2 separate regions of the Sus scrofa genome follow, and region 1 is linked to region 2. The links are chromatin contacts, called in public Hi-C maps. All regions are on one chromosome and are shown on one strand. Each heading gives the region's core, a stretch centred on a gene start, on an enhancer-like site or on the middle of the called end of the contact. The rest is flanking DNA. Distances are from core to core; before and after follow the strand shown.

Region 1 (3,651 bases), core at 936-3,435, 180 kb after region 2:
GTGACCTGAGCCACAGCAGTGACAACACTGGTTCCTTAACCCAATGTGCCACCAAGGGAACTCCCAGATATTGACTTTTTAAAAACTGTACTTTTGCATGTTCCATTTTCTAAATGAACAATTGTATCAGAAACATTTTAATAAGACTGTTTTTTTCCAAAAATCCCACATGAGGAGTGAAATGAGTGAGGTCCACAAAGGCATGAACAAAAATATTCTGAGCAGCCTTTTCATATGTGAGAACTAAAACAATACAAATGAAGGGTAGAAGGACTAAATATACTGAGGCTTTTTGTTTTTGTTTTCGTTTTTTTTGTCTTTTTAGGGCTGTAGCCACAGCATATGGAGATTCCCACATTAGGGGTCGAATATTGGAGCCGTAGCCGCCAGCCCACACCAGAGCCACAGCAACGCCAGATCCTCAATCCACTGAGCAAGGCCAGGGATCGAACTAGCATCCTCATGAATACTAGTCAGGTTCATTAACCACTGAGCCATGATGGGAATTCCATACTAAGTGTATTTTGCTGCAAGAGAATACGATAGAGCAAGGAAAGAAGAGCAGACTTCTACTCTGTCTCTGACACCACAGGGATGAGGTGTCAGAGACAGAATGTTAAGCAAAGGAAACTGGACAGAGCAACAAAACTACATGCTATAGTTGTTTATAGTTGTTTATTGCTCAAGAACTGGCAAACCTCATCTGTGGGCAAGAGTATTGACTGTGAAGATGACAAGAGAGCCTTGAGGGTGGGTAGGGGTGGGGTGGCTCCCTCCTCTTCCTCACCTCCCCGGGTCTGGCCCCTTATTTGCACAAACCAGCAACAAAACCAAAGCCCTGGAGGTAATAGAAATCTGCTCCTGTGGTAAGCAGTCTAACCAAAGGTATTGGGTCTCAAGGGTGCTGCTACCTTGAGGTCTCACCCACTGATGCCACACCCCTGCATCCCGACCCACCACCAGAGCAGGTCCCATCCTTATCCTTGGGTCAGGGATCCTGTATATTTTAGTTTCCCCCTTGACACTGTTTTCTTGCTGCTGCCCACCTCTAGAGCTGTGCCAGAAGACTTACCACCCCAGGGAAGGAGAAAGATCTTTTCGAATAAATAGGCCTTGATCAGCACTGGTCTCTAAGCTGATGTTCTTGATCTGTGTGGGGACAATGGCCTTGAAAGCAAGGATCTTTTAGAGGACAGGTATTTCTCAACTACTTGGTTCCTTTCCCCCCCCCCATTTTATAGCCACACTTGTGGTAAATGGAAGTGCCCAGGCTAAGGATGGAATCCAAGCTGCAGCTACCGGCCTACATGACAGCCACAGCATCTTGGGATCTGAGCTGCACCTGTGTGTAGCAATGCCAAATCCTTAACCCACTGAGCAAGGCCAGGGATCAAACTCGCATCCTCATGGAAACTATGTTGGGTTCTTAACCTGCTGAGCCACAATAGGAACTCCTAGTTCCTTTCTCACTAAGTCAAGTTTAGGGCTCTATATAGGGCTTTGCAGCTACTGTGCCTCTGCAGGCCCCAAGAGACTTGGTCCCATCTGCTCTCAGAACAGCCTGGCAGGATCTGGGCAGCTAGGTACCCCACTAATCCTCTAGAGCCATCCCCAGGGATTCCAGATCCCCTCCAAGATCACACACACACACACAATTTTCTGTGTGATGTGTGGTACCACAGGGAAAAGGTGGAGAGGTATGGCTTTTAATCACTGAGTTTTGTTATTCCCAGTAATGCCCCAAGCCTGTTTAGGCTATCCTGGGAGGGTGGTGGGAAGGAAGGGGAGCTTGCAGACTATTGATAAAGTCAAATGTCTCTAGGGAGAGGAGATTTAGAAACACCCAGAAAATGATGGGGAAAATGTAAGACTACCCAGGGTAAGTGGATCACATCCAGGGCACAGGGCAAGGAAGTCTTGCCAGCCCCTGGGGGTGGGGATCTGCTTCTAGCTTAAAGCCATGTGTCTCTGGGGCCAGAAGCAATGGTGTACAGGTGGTTATCTAGAGGATTGTATAGGAAGGAAGATGCTTGGACCCTCTGTGGCCTGTACCAGTAATATAGGAGATCTAGAATCTTCCGTGGGCCTCATATGGGATCAGGGAGGTGCCAAAAGAGCTTGGAACCAGCTCTAGCCTGTGAGCAGGACCAACAAGCCACCACAAGCAAAGCATGCCAAGCCAAGAGCCAATAACCTGGACCCTGGGCACTGGCCAAGTTCTGTCCTGGCTCATGGAATGCCTTTGTGCAAACTGGAAAGAGTTTCATTCTTCTGACACACACAGCCCCACCTGCTCATGGCTCTCCTAGGAAAGCCCTGGCCAGATTTCAGCCCTTCTGTGGGTGCACTTGTGTAAGGCTTAACCCCCATACCCATGAGAGATGGCTCCAGTACTAGAACATTGCTCCAAAGGTGGGAAAATAGTCCCTTCATGGCCTCTTAGTGCAGGTAGCACTTCAGACCAATCATTCTTGAAAGGATCTTCTCCCACTTTCTACTGGTCCCTCAGATGCCCATGTTTTCACCTTAAGTGATGAGGGGGGATTTGGCAATGATGGGGATGGGGAGATGGGGCTTGGAACTCTGGCTGCACTCCCCCCTCTGCTCAGACATGTCACCACTGAGCAATCTCGGAGACTGTTTTTGTTTTTGTTTTTGTTTTAATTTGTTTTCTTTTTTGGCCACCTCACAGCTCATGGAGTTCCCAGGCCAGGGATCAGATCCAAACCATAGCTGTGACCTAAGCTGAAGCTTCAGCAACACTGGATCCTTAACCCACTGTGCCAGGCTGGGGATCAAAACTGCATCCTAGTGCTCCCTGGACACCACTGATCCCATTGCGCCACAGTGAGAACTGCTCAGAGACTGTTTAAATTACCAGTCTGGAAACCAGCTATAATGGAAAAAAATAAAAATCATTATAAAATAAATAAATAAATTACCAGCCTGGCATAAAATCATATTTTCCCTCTTGACGCTTTAGCTGGGTGGAGATGTGCAAGGAAAAATATCTATTATAGCAAAATAAAGAAGCTACTCTTTTTTTTTTTTTTTTTTTTTTTTTTTTGGTACATCCAAGCATTAGGCAAGTAAAACTGCAAGTCTCCTAAACAATTTTTTCTCTCTTATTACATTTTCAGAGAGGTGTTGGCACCTCTTAGGGGTGGGGTAACTGAATGATATCTTTTTACCTAAAACCATCCTGGATTTTACTGATTCCCAGGATCATTACTAATAGCACCACTTTTCTTTCCTTCCTTCCTTCCTTCCTTCCTTCCTTCCTTCCTTCCTTCCTTCCTTCCTTCCTTCCTTCCTTTCTTTCTTTTTGCCAAACCTGCAGCATATGGAAGTTCCCAGGTTAGGGGTTGAATTGGAGCTGCAGCTGCCAGCCTACACCACAGCCACAGCCACACAGGATCCCAGCCGCATCTGTGACCTACACGGCACATCACAGCAATGCCAGATCCCTGACCCACTGAGTGAGGCCAGGGATCAAACCCACAGCCTCATAAATATTCGTCGGTTTCACACTGCGCCACAACAGGAACTCCCCTCTTTTCTTTTCTTCTTTGGCTGCTCCTGTGGACGTGGAAGTTCCCAGGCCAGGAATTTAACCCAGGCCACAGCATCGACCCAAGCCACTGCAGTGAC
Region 2 (3,265 bases), core at 141-2,640:
TCAAGGGGGGTGTTTACAACCCGCCCCCTGAGCTGGGCACACTCTTGTTCTGCCTCCACCAATTGGTAGGGCAAGCACGAGTCAGGGCTAGATGGGAAAGGTGATTCAGCCTCCTCCAGGTCCTCCTTTTCGAGACCCTTGTTCTGAGGGCCAGTTGCCAGACAGTCAGGAAGCAGGGGCCCTGGAGAGACTGTGTGCTGATGTTCCAGCCAGCAGCCCTGGGCTCTGCCTCAGCCCACAGCCAGATCTACTGCAGGCAGTTAGGTGAAAGGACCTCCAGCTTATTCCAGCCCCAGCCACCACCGACTGGAAGGCAGGAAAGACATGAGGGAGAACAGCTGCGCCAACCCAGCCAGCCAGGACTGCGAGACATCACAATGACACGATTGTAACTTCACACCATACACTTTAGGTAGTTCCTTTTCCTTTTAAGGGCCGCACTCAAGGCATATGGAGGTTTCTAGACTAGTTGCCGAATTGGAGCTACACCACAGCCATGGCATGGGATCCAAGCCACATCTGCAACCTACACCACAGCTCACAGCAATGCCAGATCCTCAACCTACTGAGTGAAGCCAGGAGTCCAAATGAATCCTCATAGATATTATTTGGGTTTGTTATCGCTGAGCCACAAAGGGAACTCGCTGTAGGTAGTTCTTTACAGCAACAGAAAACTGGTATACTAGTCCCAAACATGGGCTCAAGGCCTTTGGGAGATGGAATTCTGGGGGCCTCAGGACCCAGGTGCTGGTCCAAGAGAGGGAAAATCCGGGTGGGCTGGCCCCCTGGCCCAGAAGACCCTCCTCTTCTTCCCAGGAAGGGGGACAGCTGGAGGTGGCTCTCTCAAGTGTGGGGCCAGCAGGACCCCGACTAACTGGATGTAAGTGTACCACTGCCCCCCAGGTACCCAGCCCAAAGATGGCTTGAGGCTGACCCTCCAAGACTGTGGGCTTTGAGCTGAATTCTCAGTCCTGCCTTCCCCATGGAGAAAGCAGAGGTCTGGCCAGGAGAACAAGCCGGGCTCTGCAGTAAGAGCGAGTGATCAGCCGAAGCTGCATTTGACTTGGCTCCCGCTGTGTTTTTTTAAGAAAAGGAATGTGTTGCCAACATTTAAAAATTGGAATACTTCAAATAAAAACCTGTAGATGTATAAACATGTATTTTCCCTCCTGATTACAGAAACAAACATGCCAAGATTTTCTCTTGAAAATCAGACAAGCTGGCCCCACTGGGCCTACATTGCCTTGTGACAACAGCTAACTAGAGCTGAGAATTAGGGGTTTCCTCTCCAGGGTACCCTAGTCCCCACCTCTCCCTAATGCCTTGTACTTACCAGGCTTCACTCATTACACTAAAATTCCTGGCCCCTGTAGACACTGATCCTTGGACTCCCCAAGGTCATATGCTCAGCTGGCTACTCAGGTCCATCAGTTACTAGCTGTGTGCTCTTGGGCAAACTACTTACTCTTTTCTGCTTCTGTCTTCTGGCTTATAAAACTATAATACCTCTGCCTTAAAAAACTGCGGTGAGAACTAAAATGCATGGCAAAGACTTACCCTAGATTCTGACATATACCAAGAACTTTATCAATGATTGTTATTGTAATCACTAGAGTTATTTTTGTTATTTGAGTCTGTGGGCCTGATTCCTGCCCAGCATCTCCATGGCTCCCACTCAGCCCACACAAGCAGTCGCTTAACACCCCCCTCTGCCATTCCATCCCCTGGTTCCAGGAAAGCCATGGGGACAGGAAGCAGCCATGAGCTTCAGCCTTGCCTTCAAATGTAAATATTAGTGTTGGCCCAGCCTGGAGGTGCTGCATGCAAAAAAGCGAGCATGCGGGAGCCCCAGGCAGCACCTCTGCCCAAGGCTGCCAGGCACAGGGACTACCCCAGCCCAAACTTCCAACCCTACAGGTAGCTTACAGGAGGTCAGGACTGGGGAGAACTTAGGGGGCAACATTTGCACCCCCACTCAGTGTCAGTCCCTACCAGGCCTGGGGTCTCTTACTGCAGGGGAACAGAAGCTGATGGTGGGGTCCAGAACCCTGGCTTTGACATTGATCACCCCAAAGCGGGCAACACAAGAGCAAAGGCTTCCCTCAGGAGGGGCAAGTCCATAAGGGAGGCAATTGGCTTCCGCAACTCAAGCTGAGTGATTTGCTTCACCTGCAAGGTTCCGGTGATTTTAGGCAAAAGCAAGCAAACCAAAAGCCATGCATCAGACTGCTGACCACAACCAGAGCCCTGCCATGACTACTTTAAACTACTGAGTGTGGGCAGGGAGGGCTGCTGTCACAGCTGGGATTCTTAAGAGGCTCAGAGACTAAGGCACAGCTGTGTTCTTCTAGCTTCCCCATCATCAGCATGACCTCAGCACATTTCCCGAGGGCCAGGCCAAGGCAGCTATAGTTACAAAAGTGGGTAACCTTAGAGTCAGTCAGGCCTGGGTTTGCATCCCAGCTCTGCCCTTTACCAGCTGTGCGATCTTGGTAACACTCTTAACATCTCTGTCCCTCAGTTTATTCATGTGTAAAACGGTGTCAAGGGACCTTACTTCATAAGGTTGTTTTGCGGATGAAATGAGATCCCACCCTCCTTCCCCACTGCAGAGGGGAGAGTGAGTCTGGTCCAGAGGCAAATGCTGTGTGATACCAGCTGGGCAGGGCTTTGTGCCTGACGCTCCCGAGTCGCTGACCAGCCTGCAGACGATCAGCTCTGCTTCCACACTGGTTTAATCTCTGGCCACCTCCTGCCCTATCACAGCAGCTGAATCAGCTATCTACAATGGAATACATGGCAACAGTTGGAAAAGGAACAAGGTTTTCCTCTAAGGTCTGGTGTGGAAAGATGAAGCAGCTCCCTCTGGATGGGCTCGTGGACATCCAGGATGGTTGAGGAGTATGGTTTTCTCAGGTCACTTATTCTTTCCCTGAGGTGGACATGGACAGGCACTGAAGGCAGATACTCTGATGCCCATCACCTCGGCTAGGCATATGAACACCCTCATGGCTCCAACCCCCTACGTGAAGCCACACCCACCTCCACCACCCCTAACTCCAACAACCACATTTACCACAAATAACCACAGACACAGTCATCTCTGCTGGAGAAAAACTCCTTCTCCTCTGAATTCACTGCCAAGTCGGGCAAGCACTGCAACTCAACAGAATTATCAGCACCAGGCTAACAGTGAGAGATGGACCAAGAGGCCAATGGGGACAGCCAGCCAACAGATCCTCTTTCCCAGCTCCAAGATTCCATC

The links. Hi-C and Micro-C count contacts between places; a contact is called where the count stands out from the background.
Region 1: a contact with region 2 is called in a Hi-C map of liver, with 1.5 times the contacts expected there. The contact joins two enhancer-like sites. A contact is called at or near these places in 2 of 47 Hi-C or Micro-C datasets (both in liver) and 1 of 2 datasets of contacts at active chromatin or transcription factors (skeletal muscle).

Annotation. Positions count from the first base shown.
Region 1 is chr13:53,852,631-53,856,281 of Sscrofa11.1, forward strand. No RefSeq gene overlaps it. Among named protein-coding and RNA genes, the nearest start is that of RYBP, 45 kb to the left of the region's middle. Within about 2 kb of position 2,186, at least 3 of the 83 cell types and tissues checked have an H3K27ac peak or open chromatin away from gene starts, as enhancers often do. A contact at or near this core is called in liver, where this site is marked.
Region 2 is chr13:53,676,466-53,679,730 of Sscrofa11.1, forward strand. No RefSeq gene overlaps it. Among named protein-coding and RNA genes, the nearest start is that of RYBP, 130 kb to the right of the region's middle. Within about 2 kb of position 1,391, at least 5 of the 83 cell types and tissues checked have an H3K27ac peak or open chromatin away from gene starts, as enhancers often do. A contact at or near this core is called in liver, where this site is marked.